2 separate regions of the Manis pentadactyla genome follow, and region 2 is linked to region 1. A link is a contact called in public Hi-C data. All regions are on one chromosome and are shown on one strand. Each heading gives the region's core, a stretch centred on a gene start, on an enhancer-like site or on the middle of the called end of the contact. The rest is flanking DNA. Distances are from core to core; before and after follow the strand shown.

What was found. A called contact is a pair of places that touch in the nucleus more often than the background predicts.
Region 2: a contact with region 1 is called in a Hi-C map of blood, with 3 times the contacts expected there. The contact joins the promoter of TSPYL1 here to the promoter of RWDD1 in region 1. A contact is called at or near these places in 3 of 3 Hi-C or Micro-C datasets (blood, fibroblasts and skin fibroblasts).

What each region holds. Positions count from the first base shown.
Region 1 is chr12:73,917,154-73,922,443 of mManPen7.hap1, reverse strand. RWDD1 (RWD domain containing 1) reads left to right here and starts at 3,079. Exons shown (of 6, transcript XM_036893555.2): 1 at 3,079-3,317. All of the region lies in intron 2 of CALHM4 (calcium homeostasis modulator family member 4), which reads left to right.
Region 2 is chr12:74,221,224-74,227,254 of mManPen7.hap1, reverse strand. TSPYL1 (TSPY like 1) reads right to left here and starts at 2,400. Exons shown (of 1, transcript XM_036893543.2): 1 at 1-2,400. The coding sequence starts at 2,294. The coding sequence ends at 996.

The sequences.
Region 1 (5,290 bases), core at 1,830-4,329:
AGTGATACTGAGATTCACTACCCCTCAAGGGAACTCTTCAGAGTATACAGAATGAGAATTTCATATGGCTGTTTGTATTTATGACTGGTGATGAGTCATCTGACTGAATGAAACCTTAGCCACAATGAACTGTTTGAAAGTTAAGATTAACCTCCAAATAGGGAATTCTAAATTCTGTCCGTCAGAGTAGTGAAACTGCCTAGAAAACTCCTAGGGGCAGAAGTGTGCCAAAATTTTTTAAACCAAAATTTAAAGCAAAATTTTTTTTAAAGACTGATAATATTAGGAAATAGCAACTGTGAGTTCCAATTATTTGTGGAAGAAACTTAGATGAATACTAATGAGTAAGAGGAATCTCTGTGGGACATTTTTCTTTAGTAATAAAGATGAATAGATATCAGCAACAGAAAATGAAATCCTTCAGAGGATGTTATATATATTTAAAAATTACAAATAACACTGATATCCTTCCTACTTTAGAATTTGCAACGTGTTTTCATATACATTATTTCATGTTACCTGAAAAATCCTAGCAGCTTATTTGGCTTATAAGCAGCTAAGGCTGGGCTTCTCCCATCTGGCTCCAGATCCCATTATGGTTGTTCTCACTACACTATTTGCCTACCAGCAAAGCTTGAATACATTGTCCTGTAACAACTTTAATTATAAATTAAAAATGAAACACTAAAAGGAATGCAGTTTGCTTCATAAAAACTCTTCACTTTCAGGAAGTTAAAGGCCTTCCTATATTCTGTAAAGTGTCTCTGTCATTGTTGAACTGAAATTAGAGAACCAAAAAACTTAGTGATGCTCATGCAGGTTTAAAAAAGAAAAACAGGATCTAGGTGTCCATAGAGAATGCCAGGTCAGCTGCCATCAGGGTGTGTTCTCTTGAATACATTAGCACTGGAACTCCCTTAGGAAGTTATCTTCAGTTTTTAAAAACAACAAAAACCCACTTGAGGATTCTGAAATATGAAGGCTTAACAGCAAAAATGTAGCAGGTTTCAAAGGTTATTTTACCAAAAATTCTAATAAAATAGTAAGGCAAGTAAAGGCACACTCCATTTACTAAATTAAAACCTGCAGCCAGTTATCAACCTTTTTCTCATACCTTAAATTGTTCTGCTGCATCTCATCTGTTCTGATAGGCTGTGTTTTTATCATCAGTTAGGACAACAGTTTTAAAATTTCACTTTTTTTCTTTGGTCAGTGAATTATTTAAAAGTGTTACTAACTTTCTTGCCGAATTCATACTATCTTTTCACCTGTCATTTTGGCCAAAAGAACTTCTATACAGTTGTTCTAGAAAAAAATCATTTTTAACTCTTTTCTTGCAGCCCACATCAAACTCTGATAACTCTACCTTCAGTGTGTATCCAGAATCTGACCAGTCTTACCACTTCCATCTTACCAGTCCAAGTCACCATTGTCTTCTGCTTGGACTATTGCCAAAGCCTCCTAATTGGTCTTCCAGACTTTGTTGCCCTTAAGTGTATTTACACTTGGTATCAGGGGCGGTCTTTCTGTAAATTAAAGGAGTCATATCGTCATTCTTTCATTTAAACCCTTCAATGATCGTACAAGATCTGTAAATTCCCCCACCTCCCAGCTTAACTGCATCTCTCACATGGCTTCCAAATGATAGCGGGCTTGCCTCTTAGGACAGTAGCACTAGCTGTTCCCTCTGTCCAGCTTTCTCTGGCAACAAACCATTGACTTCTCTGAACTGACGATATTCAAAAAAATAAGCATTTTATGTTTGCAAAGCTACCTCATATATTTTATTTGATTCTCACCATCATCAGGAGCGTTTTCCAGTTTTTCCCTGGAAGTTTAAAAGAATGCCTCAAACCTTAATACTTAAGTATTAAATAATCAGTACCAAAATATACTGGAATGCTTTGTTTTAATGTGTTCCTCTGCTATAAGAAAGCAATACTTCGCATAACAGGTCAAGATGCCTTCTGGTCCATGGAACATTATTATGTGAACAAGAGAAAACTTCAGCCTTCATAATTAGGGCGCTCCTTATTTCAAAACAGTTTCTTACTTCCCCCACTACAAAAGTGAACCCAGTTTTAATATACAGGAACAAAGGAAAATATAAAAAAAGTGTTTAACTCGGATACGTTGCAGTATTTTATTACACTTTCCACATCTTTTTGACTTAACAGCTGTTTCTTTATTGTAAACGTAACTGTAAATAGTTCTTCAACATACTTCTCATATTAGTACAATGTTTTAGCCATTTTCTTAGGTTTTGCCAGGGGCTTTGAAAATTTTCTTTGTGACACCTGTGACGAACTTGGAGATAATTGAGGCATATATTTTAAGTGTTACTTCCTCAGTTTTATTCTCCCAAATCAAAGGTTCCTATGGATACTTATTTACGCTGTTTATCAAGAATGCTACTGAAATCTACACACCCTTCACCACTTCACAGAAATAATCACAGACATTTAGCTCTATGTCCAGCCGTGTTTACTTTACAAAGTGAAAAGCGAAGCCTCGAGATGTGACTCAAGAACCCAAATCTCCGGAGTTCCCTTCGGTTTCTCCCTGCGACCGACTCCGCCCGGCTAACGAGCGGGTCGAGCCGACCCTTCCGAACCCGCCCGACGCGCTAGCGAAGCTTCCGCTCCTCTGCGCAGGCACTCGACGCTGGTCTCGGCCGCTCGCCCAGCAGCCGCGGGACACCAAGGAACCGGGGATCCAGAAGCGCAGAACCACCCGAACCTCACTATCAGTCGACAACGAGCTGCACATTCGCCCGCCCCTGGCCAACTACCCGATCGCAAACCGGAAGCCGGAAGCGACGGAGTTTACGGGCGCCCCCAAGTCCCGCCGCGGCAACACCGTCCAGCCCCGGCGCCAGCCTCGATACATCGAGCGAGGAGGCCGCGAGGAGTGGCTTCGCTGGCGCAGGCCCTGAAAAACCCAAGGAACAGGACCGAGGTGTCTGTAGCGAATGCCAGACCGGCTGCCGTCATCGTCCCAGCAGATCCCGAGTGGGCTTGGGACAGGCGGCAACTCAGTGCCCAGCCGGCCAGGCTCAATGAGTCGAACGCCGAGCTAGCGAGCAGGCTGTGGCCGGCGGCGGGCTGTTGCTTAGGAGGCCCGGCCAGACCCTGGGCCCCAGGCTCCCTGCTGCGGACTCTGCGCCTGGTCCCGGCGCGGCGGTGGCCCGACGCGGAGCGCCGCCTGCGTGTCTGGTCGTCCATGGGCAGCAGCGAGGGCCACGATGACAGATTACGGCGAGGAGCAGCGCAACGAGCTGGAGGCTCTGGAGTCCATCTACCCCGACTCCTTCACAGGTGAACCCCGCGGGCGCCGGCCGCAGCCGCCCGGGGTGCAGTGGGACGGGCCGGGCCGGAGCCGCCGCCGCCCATAGCCTCCCGGCCCAGGAGGAGACGGCACAGCGAGGCCGCGTGGCCGCCGGCCCGTTGCTCTCTCCTCAAGTTCCCCCAGCGTGTTCAGGCCCTTAGGAGTAACCGCGATTGTTTACCTTTCCCCGTCCGTTCCCCGAAATCTAGGAGTCTGGACAAGGCTGGCGAGGTCCCTGGAGAGTGTCAGGCCTGGGATTGGATAGGGGCACATTGGTTTCTATGTAATTTACGGCAACCCGAGGTTTAGTGAAATAGCGCGAAAACAGATAAAAATGCCAAGTGGGAATAGCTCTTTCCAGAGCTGCAAAGGTGTCAGTTTTCACATTTTTCAACTTTATTCAGGTAGAAGCTGTTTTTCGTAGGACGGTGTTTTGAAGTTTATGGGAGTCAGAGTGTTCTTCTCAGAGTTACCCAGAACTTTAAGAGTAACATTGTCCCTCAAGTTTGTGGTTTTTCTTTTCTTTCTTGCTTTATGATCTGGCATTGATGTAGCGCAAATCCCAGTTCTACTGTAGAATCGCAGGTTGTTAGACTGGCAGGGGTATTAGACATCTTCCACCGGGACTCCTCTTGCTGCAGGCAAGGTAATGAAAGTTCAGGAAGTTAAGTGACTTGCTTTGGGTCGGCCAGCGGGTTGGCGACAGGACTGGTACTAAGCATTAGGTCTGGAACGCCTTTCCTGCGCCTTCACATTCCTTGGCCCAGACATGTGGGACTTGGGATCTCGCTCCAGCTGGGATGACGGGGAACCGAGATTACATGGCAGGTCGGGCTACAGTAAAATAGTAATGAGAAGTTCATTAGGTCTATTTAAAAGGGAGAGAATACTTATGTATTAAGACGCGCTTCAGATGATTCTGAAAATGCAGCAAGATAACCATATCAATAATATGGCTTCTTTCACATTACACTCAGTTTTTGAGAAGTGATCAAATGAAGCCAGTATACTCAAGTAGAGCACAGGTTGTGGGACATTCCCCATTCCTTCATTTGTTGTGCATGATCGATTGTTAGAACACAGTGTAATAGTACATTATTTTAACTCATATACTCCAACCTCTCTCCCTCTCATTGTTAATAGTTTTCTTAGTTCCCCCTTTTGACCACTGCTTGCAATGGTAGCAAATTTTGTTCTGCTTTGCCAACAGGCAGATGTCTCTCAGCTATCCTTGTATAGCTCCAGTCCTGTTCATGTTCTCTCTCACCAGCAGTGCACCTGTACTGTGAGGATGTTAAGGGGATGAGTGAAGAGGGGTTTGAGAGTGTCATTACCTGGGTGAGTGCGTATGGAGTCTGGCTCCCTTCTCTATCCTTGCTTATATGTCATTGTGTAAATAAAATAGAATATAGGGTCAGTTGTTGGATATTCTCAATTGTGACATTTGGTCATTTCTAGTACACTGGAAATGTAACAGGCATGAACACTGTGTGTAGGCAATGTTAAGAAAGCATAAGATGTGCTATTTTCATTTCTTTGGATATAAGATATCCCTCATTAAATACGGTGCATATAAGCATTTATAAGTGATATATATTTAACCCTAAAGCAGTCTTGTGGTTCTTACAAATCTGAGACAGTTCCGTGTGTGAAATTCTTGTCAGATGCAAAAAGTACTTGAAGATTCTGAGCCACGGTAATAAAAGACGATTTATGAATCTTTGATGCATTCAAGTATTCCACAGTATCAGCTGAGCCCATCTAATTCCTATCAGCATTCCTTCAAGCTTTACAATAAATATTTAAAATGAGATGTCTTGATTTGTAGTTCCTTAGTAATTTTGCCTTACTCATGATCATATTCTTTATAATCTCTCAGAAATATTCAGAGGTCTTTGGAATGTTTCCATGTTTCATTTTTTGAAATCTTGAGGATTTGCAGGTTTATTGTTTTACAGTCTTC
Region 2 (6,031 bases), core at 1,151-3,650, 310 kb before region 1:
GTTGCTACAGGAAGTGGAGGGTAGAGAAAGCAAAGGGAAATAACAGCTCTGGCAGCCTATTTTCTGGAACAAACTTACCCTGGAAATAACAGAGAGAGCCAAATTAAACTAAAAGGCCTACTTTTGTAGATGTTTCTGAGCTATCACTTTTAAGAGACAGGAGACAGAAAGTGACTGCCACCTGGCACTTCATCATGTTCAGAATGAGGAGAGCAGGCATAAAGGGGGTACCTGGACAAGGTCCAACTTGTCATCTCAACCACTTGCCTGTCAATTAGTAGGGTTCCCGGATGATGGGGTGGAGAGAAGAGGGGGGTAAGAAATCAGGAAGAGGTCTTTTGGGGAGAGTAATGAAGGGACTTTTGTATGCTGGCAAGAAACCTGGGTCCACCAACAGTTCTGGAGATTCTTATTTACCAGAAACCAAAGTGTGGGGCTGACAATGATCTAGAAGATGTTCATCTAGTAGGTAGCAGCCAAGGTGAGCATAGCCAGTAGCAGGCAGCAATAGGTGACCAGAGATATAAGAGCAATGGAGTCACATAAGTCACACAGGCCAAGTGGCCTACTGCTGCTCTTTCAAATCTCCTTTCTTCCCTCCAATTGTCCACAGGTTACATGCCTATACTGCAAAACAAAGTGGGTGGAACACAGTCCTAGACAGAGCCAGATCAAAGGCATGGGAACAAACAGGGTTCAAGCAGTGCAGATAAAGGCAGTGCAATTTACAGCATTGCTTTGCTTTGCTTAGGAGTGCTGTGATGCATGGTCATGCAACATGTGGTAGGAATGCAGAACAGTATGAAGGCCATGTGGAAATGAAGAACATGGCCACAAAATGTCATTCTTGAGGTTGCCAGAACTGAATGTCCAGAAATTAAAAGTTGCAGAAATGTCAGGGGAAAAAAAAGGCATACCCATTTCTGTTGCCCCAAGCACAGGTCAAGCAAGAGGTGGTGGAAGACCTTGTGCAGGAGCCTTCACAAGGGAAGAGTTTAACCAGACTGGAACCCAAAGGGCCTGGGGATCTCCACTGGCTCCCTTATTGGGCGATGTCTGGGCCTACGGACTCCTTCACGCAGCAGGTAGTATTGCAGTGGATTTGGCCACAGGTCCTCTTTAATAATCTCTGCAATCTTGTCTGACTCTGGAAGACTGTGATCCGAAAACCAGGTGAAGAAATTGCAGACGACACCTTGGTTCCTGCGAATGAAAGACTGTGGTTCATGGCCTGGACGCCATATGATTGGAGTGGAGAGAGAGACCACTCTGCCAGAGGCTCTGACTTCATATTCCTTGACTATCAGCTTGTTTCTGAAGTAGGGGTTTCTTCGAAAGAAGAACTTGAACTTGCAGCCAGTTCTAGGGTGTCTGAGTTCCTTCACCTCCAAATTGGTTATGTATCTTAACATCTCTGCATCTTGGCCCCTAATCATGGGGGACAACTGAGGATGGTTCCGAAAGGCAGTGACCCAGAAGCCCGGGATATTCTGAATGATGTAATTTCTCCGTTCCAGGTAATGTCGACGCATCCTTCCAAACTTATGCTCCAGTTGCTGAAAGGCCCTGTCGGCCTGCGCATTCACAGTGTCCAGTTCCATTTGGATGGCCTCCAAAGGGTTCATGCGGAGATCCATATTCAGGAGCTGGGGCCCTGCCTCCTCCTCCACCTCCTCCACAAGCTTGTTTTCCTCCATTTCTACTTCTTCACCTACTGGCTTCTCCTCTACCTCCATCTTCTGTTCCACAGCCTTCTCTTCCTTCACTCTTTCCTTCTCAACCACCTCCTCACCCACTGCTACTGAGAAGACGGTACACTTCCCAGTCTTCATTTCCTCGGCTTCGGCCTCGGCCTCAGCCAACACCTCACACGCCGACCTCTCCGCGCCACGGATTTCTAGGGTCTGCCCGCGACCCAGGCCGCCTGGCTCTCCACACTGACATCCATTTCTCAGGCTGCTGTCCGTTGCCACGGACACAGACACGGCTCCCTCGCCCGCGGTGAGAGACAGGGCCTCCTCCTGGCCCGCTGTGGTCGCTACATGACCTCGATCTCCACCGCTTCGGACCTGGGGCGCACGGCCGCCGTCCGCGGGGTAGTGGCGCGCTCCCACTGGGAGCGAAACCGCCTCCCGGCTTTCCTCACCCGCCTCCGCCATCACCTGTGACGCCTCAGCTTCCTCGAGTCGCTTCTGGCACTTATGTGGATCCGTGTCTCCGGCGGGACGGTCGAGCGTAGTGAGACTATGGGTCTGGGGGAGAGGCGTCCTCTCGACCCCACCCGAGCCGCTCATGGTCGCAGCACCCAAACCAAGTAAGGATGACTGCTGTTTACCTCACAGATGCCGCGCTGCTCACAAACGACCGCAAGCTCCGCCTACCCTGTAGTATCGCGAACGTCCCCGTGACGATGACGTCAAGACTGTATATCACAGTCTTAACGCGAGAACTCGCGGCTCCCGGGACTGTTTCCGCAGTGGCTTATGGTGCCTGAGTGCTTTCCCTTAAATTTGTTTATACGAATTAATCGGGTGGAGCGATAATCTGATTTACGCAAACAAATGTAGATCGAACCAGAGACTGAAAGCAGTGAGGACCCTCCCTGAGATAGTTCTGGAAACTGCCTCCAGCCTGTAGGCTGGGGTCAGTTGTAGGGCTCACAGTACTACACTGCCTGCTGGCACTGAAACGAATTTTTCTGGGTTTCCATTCCGTTACTTCATAACGGCCAGGAGGAAAAATCTAGTCTTTTTTTTAAAAACTAAGATGAATAGCAAAGGGTTTCCCTTTCCTCAAGTAAAAATGATCTGAAAATATCACTTCTAGCCTCTAACATTACTGGGAGAGCGAGCTACTCCCCGGCTTTTTGTCACTACAGTGATGCATATAATAATCCCCTTGTTAGCCCTAAATTTATAATATGCATCAAAGAAGAGTTTGTGCTGCATAATGTCTGCAGGAAGGAAGCCAGGATCAATTTGCTAAATCTTGCTCCATGGCCCCTCACTGCAGAAAATAGAAAAGCTATTCCCAGTCCCATAAACTGAACCTGTTAACGAATTTAGTTCTGCTGGGAGGTAGGAAATGTTGTCGATAGTGCGCTGTCCGTTCATAGCAATCAGCTCCTAGAATTATTTAAGAGGAACAAACTCTGGTTGTTTTAGTTTGTTGACTTAGGAGGCAAAATGGTGTTAAATAGCTACAAGACCTCAGAGAAATACCACTGGGGAGTTGGGGGTGTGGGGATCCCGCCCACCACCATTTTTATGAAGAAAAGCCGGTTGAAGCAGATAAGGAAGCACAAGTATAATTAATTAATTAGTTCTCTAACAGACAATGTTAGGAAAGACTCCAGTGATAGATAGTGCATGTAAATTGTAACCAAGATTCCGCTGAGTAGTTTGCCTAGACAATACCAAGATACTTGGAGGAACCCTTTCTCTTTTTGTCATTAAATTTGGAAAAAACATTATATAGAATATTTGATTGAATATGTACAGAAAATTAGGAGAAACTTAAATTTCTTCTAATGTTAATTATCTGAAAATCACAGTAGAGAAATAAGTGTGATTATAATTCGTTGTTATGGAATATAGAGAGTCCAGGTTATGATCACTTTTGAATACAAGGCCAGAAAGAAGCAAGGATTTAGAAGGAAAAGTAGGTATGTCTATGCTACACCATGACTTCTTTTAAAAGAATCTTTGCTTGTAAGAAGGAGCTGTCCAGGAGTTCAACCTGCACCAAGTCTCATGTGCTCAAGGAGTTATTTTACATGCAGGAACAAAAATGTGATTGCTATTTGCCACAAAAAAATTAGTAGGACTATAACATGTAGAACTTTTTTCTTGTCTTTTTGAACCTAAAGTCTTAAAAGGGATATGTGTCTCTTATACATGGCACAAGTTATCCCACTATTCTGAAACATTCTTTTTAGGCAGTACTGTCCATTCCCTAAGGCCACACCACAAACCTATCTTGCTTTAGAATGTGCTAGGCATATTACATGCATTAAATTGTCAAGTTTTTGAGGTTAAGTAACTTAATCAAGGTTATCATATAATAACTGCTGCATTTTCCTTCCCCTTTCCTAGGTGCAACTTTCCTTACCACCCTACTGTTGCAGGAACTGCAGGAATTACGAACAAGGAGTCGGGACACCGGGACGTTAGGCGAGAAGCAGTTAATTAGTGCTAGCACTAGCTCAGTGAGTTCATATCCAAAGGCTGAGCCCCGAGCGCAGGGAGGCCATGCCTTTTACTTTCACTACTAGGGTAAAGGAGAGTCAGCCCCCAGGACTGTTGCAGTGGGAGCTGTTAGTGTACTATAGGTTCAGCCAGAATGCTAGTTATGTTTTAACCTATCTCACTAAAGGGTATCCGGATACTCTATTGTAAACTAACGGGCCTACACGACTATGATCAACAAGCTGTTCCATATCACTGGGTCCGTGTGCCGGGTACATTGTTACATTGCCCTCAAGCACCCTGTGATTCCTCTGTGTTCTTAAAGCCTTAAAGAAACATTGTCCTTTTTCTTGGCTTGGCTTCCTAGCATGCTAGGACTCAATATCTTCCTCCTCTGAATTCCTACAACTCTTTTATGAATTGTGCCATGCAATTTAGCATTGATTATTCACTTTCTCTTAGTGGCTCTGGTTGTTACATACATGTAGTCTCATCATGCCAACATCACCCCAAGGGTAGGAGTACAATGTTTCTTCTTTTTATTTGCTTAGCATAGCATGCAGCTGAGATTTTGGTTGATCATTAATAATATTTGTTGATTTGAGTAAAATAAAACATTAAATGATCTTACAAACACTAATATAGTGTGTCTATACTGGTATATATTTTATTTGATAGGGAAATATATTTTAGCTGTGCTTCATATATTACCTTTTTGCATTTTGGAATATAAGATACATTTATACATTACAGAGCATTTCCTTGGCATTCGGTAATAAATCTCACTGCCCAAAAGATAGCCTAATCTTTTCTAATATGAATTTGTAAGAAAACATTCACAAAAACCATGAAGTTATTATCCACCATATCAAGGAATCAGATTCTTTAGGAATGACTTCTCAGGTGATAAGGAGGTTAGCACCAGTTTATACATTTTTGTTTTGCAGAAATATACATTTTCTGGTTATATTAGTGATATCTTTCATGTCTTATTGCTTCTGATATATACCAGACACTGTGGTAAATACCATCCTATGTATTGAATCATTTAGTTCTCATAAGAACCGTGTGAGGTAATGCTATAATGACATTCATTTTACTCACTGGGAAACTGAGGCAAAGAGACTGAGTCATTTACTCAAAAGGACATACAAATGGTAGACCCAAGATTTGAATCCAGGTAGTTTATTCAGGAGTTCATGCTCTGAACAAAATGTGAAGTCACTTCTTAAAAGAAGAGCATAAAACTATCCTCATTTAAATGAATTAAAAGAATACACAATTTTCTGCCTCCTCCTCTACTCCCCTATCTGAAAGCATGTTAATATTAGTTAGGAAAGTGCCCAAGGATGTGCATTCTGTTTAAAGGAAAGGCAGTTATTCATGATCCCTAAATTCTAAACCCTATCAGACCCAATGTTACCTTTTTATAACATTTTCTAAAACAGTCTTAACTTTCTTGAAATGAAATTCATAGATAACATTATCCACTTATAAACCTAATAGAAAACATGAATATAATGACTGATATAGAAGAGAAATAAAAGTAATTTATAATAGTGTCTGTTCCAATATGTAAAGTACTAACACACATATGATGTAAGGAAGTTAACCCTGTTGATATAGTCACCATGGATGGAAACTGATATAGATAGGTTTTACTCATGGCTCAAATGCCATCAGTAGCATTACTTATGCTGATGAGATTTTCTGCCATGGTGACCAAACTTTGGTTGAGTTCTGTATTCGTATGTAAAATAATGTTAAATTCCAGGCTCTGCTGAATAAATAAAAGTGGGCTTTCCCCCTCAGAATTTTTTGATGATGCATGATACTAGCATTCT